Linked DNA regions of Bombyx mori: region 2 is linked to region 1. Evidence: chromatin contacts called from public Hi-C data. All regions are on one chromosome and are shown on one strand. The core of a region is the stretch at or near the end of the contact, and the rest is flanking DNA. Distances in the headings are between cores, read along the strand shown. Region 1 overlaps LOC101736461 (A disintegrin and metalloproteinase with thrombospondin motifs adt-2). Region 2 overlaps LOC692876 (erythrocyte carbonic anhydrase).

The links. A called contact is a pair of places that touch in the nucleus more often than the background predicts.
Region 2: a Hi-C map of whole pupa shows a contact between it and region 1, with 1.8 times the contacts expected there. The contact joins two enhancer-like sites. A contact is called at or near these places in 3 of 7 Hi-C or Micro-C datasets (an unstated tissue and whole pupa).

The regions. Positions count from the first base shown.
Region 1 is chr5:7,707,218-7,712,403 of ASM3026992v2, forward strand. It overlaps LOC101736461 (A disintegrin and metalloproteinase with thrombospondin motifs adt-2), which reads left to right. Exons shown (of 13, transcript XM_012695730.4): 13 at 1,820-3,123. The coding sequence ends at 2,071. Among protein-coding and RNA genes, the nearest start is that of LOC110386270, 6.4 kb to the left of the region's middle. Within about 2 kb of position 3,249, at least 6 of the 8 cell types and tissues checked have open chromatin away from gene starts, as enhancers often do.
Region 2 is chr5:7,745,091-7,750,276 of ASM3026992v2, forward strand. LOC692876 (erythrocyte carbonic anhydrase) reads left to right here. Exons shown (of 5, transcript NM_001046721.1): 2 at 3,893-4,084. Among protein-coding and RNA genes, the nearest start is that of LOC134198907, 6.3 kb to the left of the region's middle. Within about 2 kb of position 2,086, at least 2 of the 8 cell types and tissues checked have open chromatin away from gene starts, as enhancers often do.

The sequences.
Region 1 (5,186 bases), core at 1,999-4,498:
CACTATTTATTGAATAACCCTCGTATGTAAAAGATATAATACTAAACTAATCTCTTTGCCTATTTATATTTAAATGTAAATATAGAATCTTCTAATACTGCAATTAATTAAGTAGAAGTATTAGTTCGGGGTCTACCAGTATCTTCTAATCAGATAAGCAGACTGTTATTAAATAATAAATTGCATTCACGTCTTCCTATAGCGACATAAGAAAATTAAATTATCTCAAAAAACAAGCTGATGGATTGTTTATTTATTTTGGTAAAGCAAACTTGTATCAATAAAGTAAAAAAAACACCTATGTTATTTGACCATATCTTAATATTCGAACTAACACGTTAGATAACCTATTACAACAGTAGCTTTACTGGAAATGTTAATGTCATACTAATGAACGGAAGTACACAAGGCTACGTATTGTACTGTGTCTCTATACGCGGCACTGCTAAGCGAAGGTTTGCATCATTTGCGGCAACTAGAAATGAGATTAATTGAAATAGTTAATGGACTGTAAGAAACGGTTTGGCCGAAAGGCTATTTGAGAAAATTCGTCATAAGTAGTTTTTCAAGTGACAATTTGTTGTCGATACCAAATTTCCAACCCACAATTATTATGAGAGAAAATAATCCTTTTGTGTCTTAAATATGTTTTATACTATTTAAAAATCTTTTTTTATTAATGTCTGATTCGCATGTTGACCGTTATTTTCACTATCCCATAATAATAATAAAAAAACTATCCACAAATACAGCTTATCAACGAAAAGAAAAAAATCTGTTCAGTTATATAATAATAGAATTATTTAGTTTTTGTTTGGTTTCGCGATTCGTAGACATAACTAATTAAACCTACTTTTACGATTTAATCTCGCGTTTTTTATTGTCATTATAAACAGTTTTCGTGGCCACGGACGACTAAGGTGTTATAGTTTTTCTTTTAAATAGACACATAGGTACGTTTCATTTCACACAAAACAGACTAATAGGATCTTGTGGTTTGGCAGTTTGTTTGACATGGGTTTTCATGTTTACAATAAAGGATCCTATTAGATAAGCATCAACCACATTCTCTATTGAAGTTAGGCTGCTTCTTTCATTTTGATGACCTCGCGCACCATACATGCAATCCGTCCATGACCACGAAAACAATAAAGTATTCGTAGTATCGGCAATAATATGATGACAATAAAAACCGCGAGATTCAACTGTAAAAGAAGTTTTAATTATGAATTTATTTGCTTTCTAATTTCATGCTAGAAGAAAGTACACCATTTTATAAATTTAAATGAGATCAACATTTAAGAGTGTTTCAGAACTTTAATAGTCTGTCATCTATTTTTTCAAATGGATCTATTGCTTTTCAATATATTCATCAAAAAACTGTATGCATACATAAACACGAAATCTGTGCTTAATTGAATGTACTAAAGCTTATGAGAATATAAAAACACTCAATTCGTAAACAACAAAACCTAAAATAAGATGCAATAACTATCTATACTAATATATAAATGTACAGTGGTTTTTACGGATGTTCCATTATAACTACGGAACCATGCATACGATTGACTTGAAACTTGGTACCCATGTAGAAAACACATATACTTAATGGATAGGCTAATATTTATAGGAGTGTTGGGACTCCCTACACCAGTTGCGGGGGCGTTAATGATGATAATTTTTGTGGGGGTGAGAAATAATAATGTTAATTTTAAATGCCCAGCGAAGCGGACGGGTCTAGCTAGTACCTAATAACTACCTATATAGTAAAATGATGTCTCACATTCAAATCATGTAACATTATTGTGTATGTTTACAGAATTTCAAGATGTCAACGCAATACCACATTTGGGAGTTGCCATCTCAGGACATTGGCGGGTCGTTTAACGCTCGTGCTTTGACCACTCCTGATGATGAAGCCGCCGAGGCGGCTGTACGAGAATATTTATCTTTAGACAGCCATGGAGTGCCTCTTACGAGAGGCGCATTCCCTCCAAGTTTACCCGATGAACCTGAAGACAACTGGGAGGTAGTCGACTACGTGGAAATTCATAGAAATGACCCCTCTTAATTGAAGTCAAGACGTAGACAAACTAGTCCTTCGGCCAAAATGACTACGCCTATGACTGTGTTACAGTATGAAATCAAGTTGCGGTTAGGCTTAGATGTGTCACTAATGTTTCAAAGATTAACATTAAAAACGTAACTAACTTACTATATTAGATCGATTCTTATGTCAACAGTTGAAAATACAATTCAATTTTGACTTAGAGACGATAGGTTGATAGAAAATATAGTACTCCGATACTTTGGTATGTGTGGATAACTAACGACTGCCAACTGCCAACAGAACATTGGCCAGTGTAACTGCGCCGGAGAACAACTAGGGAAGTTGTCGATTACGTCGATACAAACGTCAAACGGGAAAAAGGAAGTCATTTGACGTCATTGACCTCTTCATAGTATAAACATATTGCAGTTGATTCAACTAAAGCATATGCTAAGATTAACAGAAATATCGCTAAAAGACTGATATTTACAAAATTGTCAGAGTCTGACAACTCGAGAATTTCGTAGTAAATAACTAAATTATGTAGGTCTGTTTCAGTGTAGTTTGATAATAACAATGGCTAAGGCATCGCCAATAAATTTTGGACCCAGTTCGCACAACTTTAGTCTAATTTAAATTAATTCAATTTAATTTAGTTTAATCCAATCCATTTTAATTAATCCAATTTAACTTAATTTGGTAGTTTGTAAACAGCATCATCTTGCCAAAATATTTTTGTAGTTTATGTGGTTAGTCGGTATAGTCATTATACCTTCGTCTTCAAGGAATATAATTTACTAATTAATGCATTTTAATCTGAATAATTAACTTAAAGTATTATAGATTATAATTTTCTTGCTAATTTCCAGTTATAAAATTGGTTCTCAACTTAGTTACCGAATTCTAAAGAAGATGGAAACGTACTAGTCGATTTATTATTATTTTATCTTACAAGTATTCAATTATTGTATTTAAATTGTGACTAAATTAAATTTAAAACATGTAAAACAACTTTAGGTGTAATAATTTAATTTAAGTTTATAGTGAATAAAGAATAAAACATTTCAATAATACCAATGAGTTTTTTTTATGTTTTGTCAAAAAGTACATTAGTATTCTTTGGCTATAGATAGTGATTGATATCAGGGTATAAATAATATGAATTTATGAACAAGACGTTATGTAATGACTAGTTAGAAGCGAGACGTTGATTGAGATGTATCGCGCGGCGCGTAATACGTGATAAGGTTGTTATCATGCTTGTTTTAATGTTGTAGGAAATCTAGATTTTGGGGCAGTTTGTACTATTTTAATAAATAATTCGTCTAATTATTATAAGATAAGAATATTTGTGTTTCGTGTTTTTTAGAGATCAGGCTTCGCTTATCAGACTAAATTTAAAGTCTGTACGTACTGTTGTTGTTGGCACTTCGTCAGTCACACTTCGCATGAACGTTTCGTAGGCTGCGGCTTGGCCAGTCACCCTGGCATTGCTGATATTCATAAATCCACTCACCATCAGGTGGCCCGTATGATATATCTATGCTACGTATGCTATACCTATACCTATATCTACAATGGCTATAACAAAAACCTTTCTAACATTTAGTACACCAAACTTACGAATGGTAGAGCGTTAGTCGTTACAGTAAACGGATGAGTTTCATGCATTTATCATAGCGATGGTGCGGCTGGGTTTTACTTGACCACCAAACAAATTTTTAATTAAAATATCACACTCATCCAAACATATCAACAAACAACAAGCAAGTTTTTCAAGTAACTTAAAGCACTTGGTAAAAATAGAGAGTTCATTAGAGCCTAAATTTGTACTTTGTTTCAAGATCGTAATTCTGGTTTTTTGTTGTTAAATTGCCATTAATTAATGTACAAAAATTCACATAAATAAAAAAAAAACTCTATTTTGAATACACGACTAGTTTTGCCTGAAAATATTTAAATTAATTATACTTAGTCAATTTAGAGTACCTATGTAATAACGAGTTAGGAAAGAAAGCAAGCAAAATCAATCGACGAATAACTATAATAATATAATAATAACGGCTTGTGAAGAGTATTAAGCGGTAGGCAGCGGCTTGGCTTTGCCCCTGGCTGAAGTCCATGGGCGACGGTAACCACTCACCATCAGGTGGGCCGTATGCTCGTCTGCCTACAAGGGCAATAAAAAAAAACTAAATCTTGATAAAACGAAACGGTTTTAATTCTGAATTGCATATTTTTTCACAAGCTTGAACTGCGCCTTATCGGAGCTCAACGATTGTAATTTGCAAATCGTACAATACTACAATAGAAAAATAAATTAAAAACTTGGCTTTTGTACAGGTCCAGGTAAGGCGTCACTGTTGACAGGTAGATTTACACACAATGTACGTGCGCCGTGCTAAAGTTCAATAAATTATGCGCGCTCGGAACACCGCCATTAATATTAAAAAGAATAAATGGCTGTGGTCGCTAATAACTTAAGACGCGTACTTAGTATTTGTATTTGTAAGTTAGCACTGAAAATAGTATCTGAACAATTTCTTCAATCCGCCTGTCCTTTCAGCTGACTATGACCGGGCTAGATGGGATAAAATCGCCATGCTGTCGGGTCGGTTTTTGTCGAACCCGTCGCTTGCCACGAAGGGCTCGGCGAGTAAATTAACCCACAGCCACAGCCCACTGAGTTTCTCGCCGGATCTTCTCGGTGGATCATGTCTCCGATCCGGTGGTAGATTCTGCGAAGCACTACTCTCACTAGGGTTAGTGTTTGCAACGTCGTCAGGTTTGAGCCCCGAGAGCTCACCTACTAATTCGATGAATCTAGAATAGCCTCTCGAGGTAACTAGAATAGGTAAGAAAAAAAAAAGTAAACCGAGATAAACAAAACAAAATTATATTTTCATTATGCAGTCGAAGTTAATTAAATATTTATTATTAACGATGAGTGAAAAACTAGTGGTCAGATTTTGGTAAAATTTAAATAGGACCACTTGCGAAGATCTTTCAAATAAAGAACTTTCAAAATCAGTTCACAGAGAATAACGCAGATAAAACGAAACAATCGAATTGAGAACCTCCTCCTTTTTTTAGGTTGGTTACTTATTAAATAATGACCTCATCTACCTACCCGCAT
Region 2 (5,186 bases), core at 836-3,335, 37 kb after region 1:
ACACACACACACACACGCACACACACACACACACACACACACACACACACACACACACATACACTAATTGTACTTCTAGATTTTGAAATAATATTGTATTGATTTGATAATTGTATTTAAAATTAATTATTATAATGTGTTTATGAAATATTTAAATTTATATGTTATTGTTCGTTGTGTGTAGGGGTTGGCGTTGTTATCTGCAACACAGTCTATGACTACAGCAGATAACATCGTTTCAATATTTGTTATTATGATTAAAATTGTATGTTTTTGTAATAAATAAATAAATAAATAAAAATAAATAAATAAACTGAGTGAAGACCGTCGCTGACCTTGAGAACTGAGATCAACTTCTCAATTATATTGAACTAAGAAGTTACCTACCCTTCAAATGAGAAAAAACGATTGCTTCGCGATGAAGGTTAATCGATTTAATTTAATACATAATAACCATGTAATTCGTAGAGTCACTCGATATTATATTATTATTCTGAAACGGTTATGTGTGTTGGTCATTGTTTAATAAATCTATCAGTTCCAAATTACCTTAATAGCTAAGAAGAAAAACTATTTTAGATTATTACAAGGATAATAAAGTCTGCATTGTTGATAACCTACCTGAACATGAACTTTGAGCGAATTTCTACAACACGATCATGATAGAATAATAATCGTTTTGTTATTTAAATATTTTCTCCCGTGCTACGAATATTGAAAATGCCAATGCAATTAAATTAAAAAAGTTAGTGTTTACAAATAAACCCGGACCTCGTGACTGATGGCTAGACCAGCGAGGTGATTGATAAAAACTATAGAAAAATTTAAATTTACGTAGTAAGTGAATCGTTTTGATTTGTGTTTCGATTGAGTTTTACCAAAACGACCTTGTTTCTGTCGGTCCACTGCGGAAACAAAGGTCAGTGTGAAATTGTCGAACAATACTTGATAATAATTAACAACAATCAGGAAATACAAAAAATCACATAATCAAATAACTGCAAAAATTTTGATCGAAGGCATTGTGTGAGATACCTTGTGAAACGACAGGAAATGACAGTGTGCTTTAACACCAAAAATATAATTTTCAAATTATCCTTCATTATTAACTCTAATTATAGTATTACATTCCAATTTTCTTATTTATCTTATTTATCTAATTATTATGAAAACTATGGAATGCTATTGGTACGGATGGGATGGAGGATGACAGCGGTGGAAATGCCTACCGGAACTCATGGGAACCTCACAACTTAAATGCCGTCATCTGTCTTGGAGCATATGGCGAAATCTCAATTATATTCTATTAATGGTTATCCTTACGTGGGCGCCATGAAACCGGAACAATAGATAAATTGTGATACATTCTTGTGCAGCAATTAGGCACAAAACGCCAGTGTGCTTAGTGCGAGTTTTTTAACGTTCTCGATAACGTAAAAGTTTACTCAAATTTGTATGTAGTTGGAACAGCGGGCCTAGCGGCAAACGTAGACGAACGTTAAAACGTTAAAAACTCCCACTAAGCACACTGAGCACTAATACTAGAAATTTAAAGACAAAGGTATGAAATATACCTTAACACCTTCTGGTCCTTTTGTATCAACATCCCATCATCCATCCATTACCCTCTAATCTTATCCTAAATTTTCACCTTCACCTTCATCCGCACCATTTGTTTTGTAATAGTCTTTAAAGATAAGAGCCTAAAGATACCTTAGTCTAGTCCGTTATTGTTCTTGTCAGGCCGCCACGCTGAGAGCATATATCGTTCCTACTAATTCCATGCAGTGTATGTATATAGCGTTAACATCCTAGTTTATTTTACGTTAGTTCTCTTCGGTGCTGAAATGTCCAGTGATGGCCAGAGGCAAATTTTCGAGTAGAAACCAAACTGAAGTGAAATTCTACGGTGCTGGCAGTATGTTTAGTACCATTACCCTTAGTTACTGTTTTACCTTATTGTTTTCTGTTAATGTCTTAAATAATTCAGTTTTTATTGAGATGAACCGTAGTAACGCGAAGGCGACAGAGTGAGATGGTTTGTTTTATCCGGACGACGGCGCCACGACGTAAATCTGTGGCGATAAGCAAGGCCGAGGTCGTCATCGGCCACTCAAACCGTAGCCGACAATAGCAACCAAGAACGTGGATTATCATTAACAATGTGACATCCATTCGACCGAAATATTGATAGTTCCTTCTTTTACAGTATATATAGGATTTCGACGTCTCTACAAAAAACAATAATACGCGAGTCGTAGTCACAGATAATTGAGGCCGTCAGCGCAAAAGTGGCCTAAGTTTACCATAGTTAGTATGGAGGCAATTAGGTTGGAATTTTCATGAATTTGAAGCAAAAAAAACAATAGGCGCAAAAATAATGTTTAAAAAGCTATCTGTTATCTATGGGTGGTACTAGGGGATAGGCCGGTTTTGCATAAAAAATTATTATACTTTAAATAAATTCCAATATACGTAATATAAGCTTGACTATAAAAAAATTGTGGGTTAGGCCACTTTTGCGTTGATGGCCTCAATTTATCCATATACTTTGGTATTTATTTTGATAATTGCTTGAAAATACTTCAATTTAAATTTGTTTCAGTTATACATTTTTTTTTAAAAGGCGTTTTATAAGCAGACAGAAAAATTAAATTAAATAATGAGTTGAAGGTAATTGACATTTCTGCTACAAAAAAATATTGTTAAGCATGTGTCATGTAGGAAACTATTTTATAAGCGAACTCGTCAATTGAATGAATTGCTAGTGATGGCGAATCGAATTACAATCGTGCCACAATAATATGGAACCGATAATATTATTTTTGGCGCTCGATGTTGACGATACGCATCCGGTGTCGCAGATCAATTGCTAGAATTGCGCGATCTTATTTTTATAGACATCAATTAAGATGAATCGCTTTCAGATGGTAAATAATAGTTTCCCGATGGTATCGTAATGAGTTCTAATATTTTTCATTTATTTTTAGCGAATACAAAACTGCTTTATTCGTCTCGTATTTTATTAACCAACTGAAATGTGTATTTGTCGATAAAATTAATGTAGGTAATAAATTCCCAATTTTTTAAAGATGATCAAATAGCTTTCAAAACGAAGGTGAATTTTACAATACAAACTCAACGACAGTATACAAATTTGAAGTTGAAATTAACCACGTCAACACGTTCCAACGAACAAAACAAACACGTGCACAATATGTTGCTTGCTTCAAATCAGTGACATCTTCAAATAGGCGGAGCCTACAGCTTAGATTTTTAAGCGTTATGAAAACACACGCTTATCGTGGAGTTAAAAATAACAAAAGATGATGACATTAGATACTCATCAGAGGGTTGACAAGTATGATGAGACAAAGCCGTAGCCATTCACAAAAAAAAACATTTATGTCGTAACCTTTGTTTACTTCTGTCAGTATTCTTTATCTCGCCATTTCAAAAAAAAACGGCCCATATTTATTTCTGAACATATCTCTCGCTTATTTAATGCCTATTTTCTTTTCGATAACACTAATCAATAGATCTATATATATATTAACTTTTGTCTATGTTTAGTAAGATGTTCATCTATACAATGACTGAAAATTAGCATAGAATCTCAAATTAAGCTTGATAAATTTGAGGGAACAGCTGTTAGGAACATTTTTACTAACAGATATGAGTACCTACCAACTGGATTTCAACCCTGGCATCATTCGGTAAAATTACATTGAAGTCTTTATATATTAAGTCACGGCATCTTCGATCTTCTGAGCGGTTCCGGCTACTATTCAATACTTAAATAGCGTCGTAGTGTACCATTCGTCAAACAGATAATAATCTATTTTTATTTAGCGCCACAACACTTTTAAATCTATTCATCTCCATTCAACAGGTCCGGCGACATGGATAGAGAAGTTTCCTCAAGCACGTGGCACTCGACAAAGTCCCGTCGATATTGTGACTTCTCGCGTCAAAAGTGGAGCTTCCCTGCCGCCATTGAAATGGCGGTACTCTGTCAATCATCCTCGTTCCATCGTCAATCCTGGCTACTGTTGGCGTGTCGACGAAAACGGCTATGATTCAGGTAATAAACGGTCAAATTCAATATGAATCTAAAAATCTTCGAATATAAACTGTACGTCTACAGCTTAGCAGCACAGTAATAACAAATGAGACGAGTGTGGAAACAGTTGTGATCAATAACAAACTAAATTGAGCGGAAGCCACAAATCCCTTGTAACTGCACCGTCAATTTGCATTTCCATCGGTGCTACCGCGACTCCCCTTAGCGTGAGTCATTGCAGATCGTATCGTTCCGGTGTAAACGGATCCCTAATCACACATCATATCCTACTCAAGTTTATTGATAGGGTAAGTCCGGGGTAGATGGCCATATGGGAGAGATGGCCTATCGAAATATTTCAAGGTACCGTTCATTAAATGTCAGTGGTTAACGTTTAGTTTTCTGCGCGTCGTGCGAGAGGGCAACGGTGCGACAAAATATTTGACAAAAAATGCAGAAAAAGTAAGTAAATCCTTTGTTTTTTGTTTTGACTATTGTAAATATATATTTGATGTTTTATGTTTTACACAATTGTGGTATCAGTTTCTTTAAATTATGGTGATATTTGTATTTGATGCAAAGTATACAAACAGTGCTACTCTAAAATCTCAAAATTGTTTGTTTCGTGTCATGGCTTGTTTTAGTTTTTGTTGTGGCCGTCTCTCCCGGAAAAAAAGGAGAGATGGCCAAGTGCAGTCGGTATATGATGGCCATACTGCCATGTTACCGAAATGATGTTTTCTGCAATGTATTAATATATTTTCTTATTTGTTTTAGATGCCTAATAATTGTGTTTACAAAATCCTACGTTAAAGCTGCCACGATGTCTAATGTTTCACACCCGAGTACTCCGAAAGAAGCTTCGTTCAGTAAGGATCCAGATTACACCGCCATCTCGAATTCTACAGGATATAGACTACAGGAAGACTATCTGAGAGTAGTGACGATATGCAATTAAAAATATTGTCGGAAAATAATGAGAAATAAAAAAAAAACACGTGTGGCACTCGGGGACTGCCGCGGTAAAGCTATTGCAAAGCATTTTTTATCAACTTATGCAATTACAATTAGACAATAATAATTTAATATTAAAACAATAATAAAAATAAGACCACGCTATATT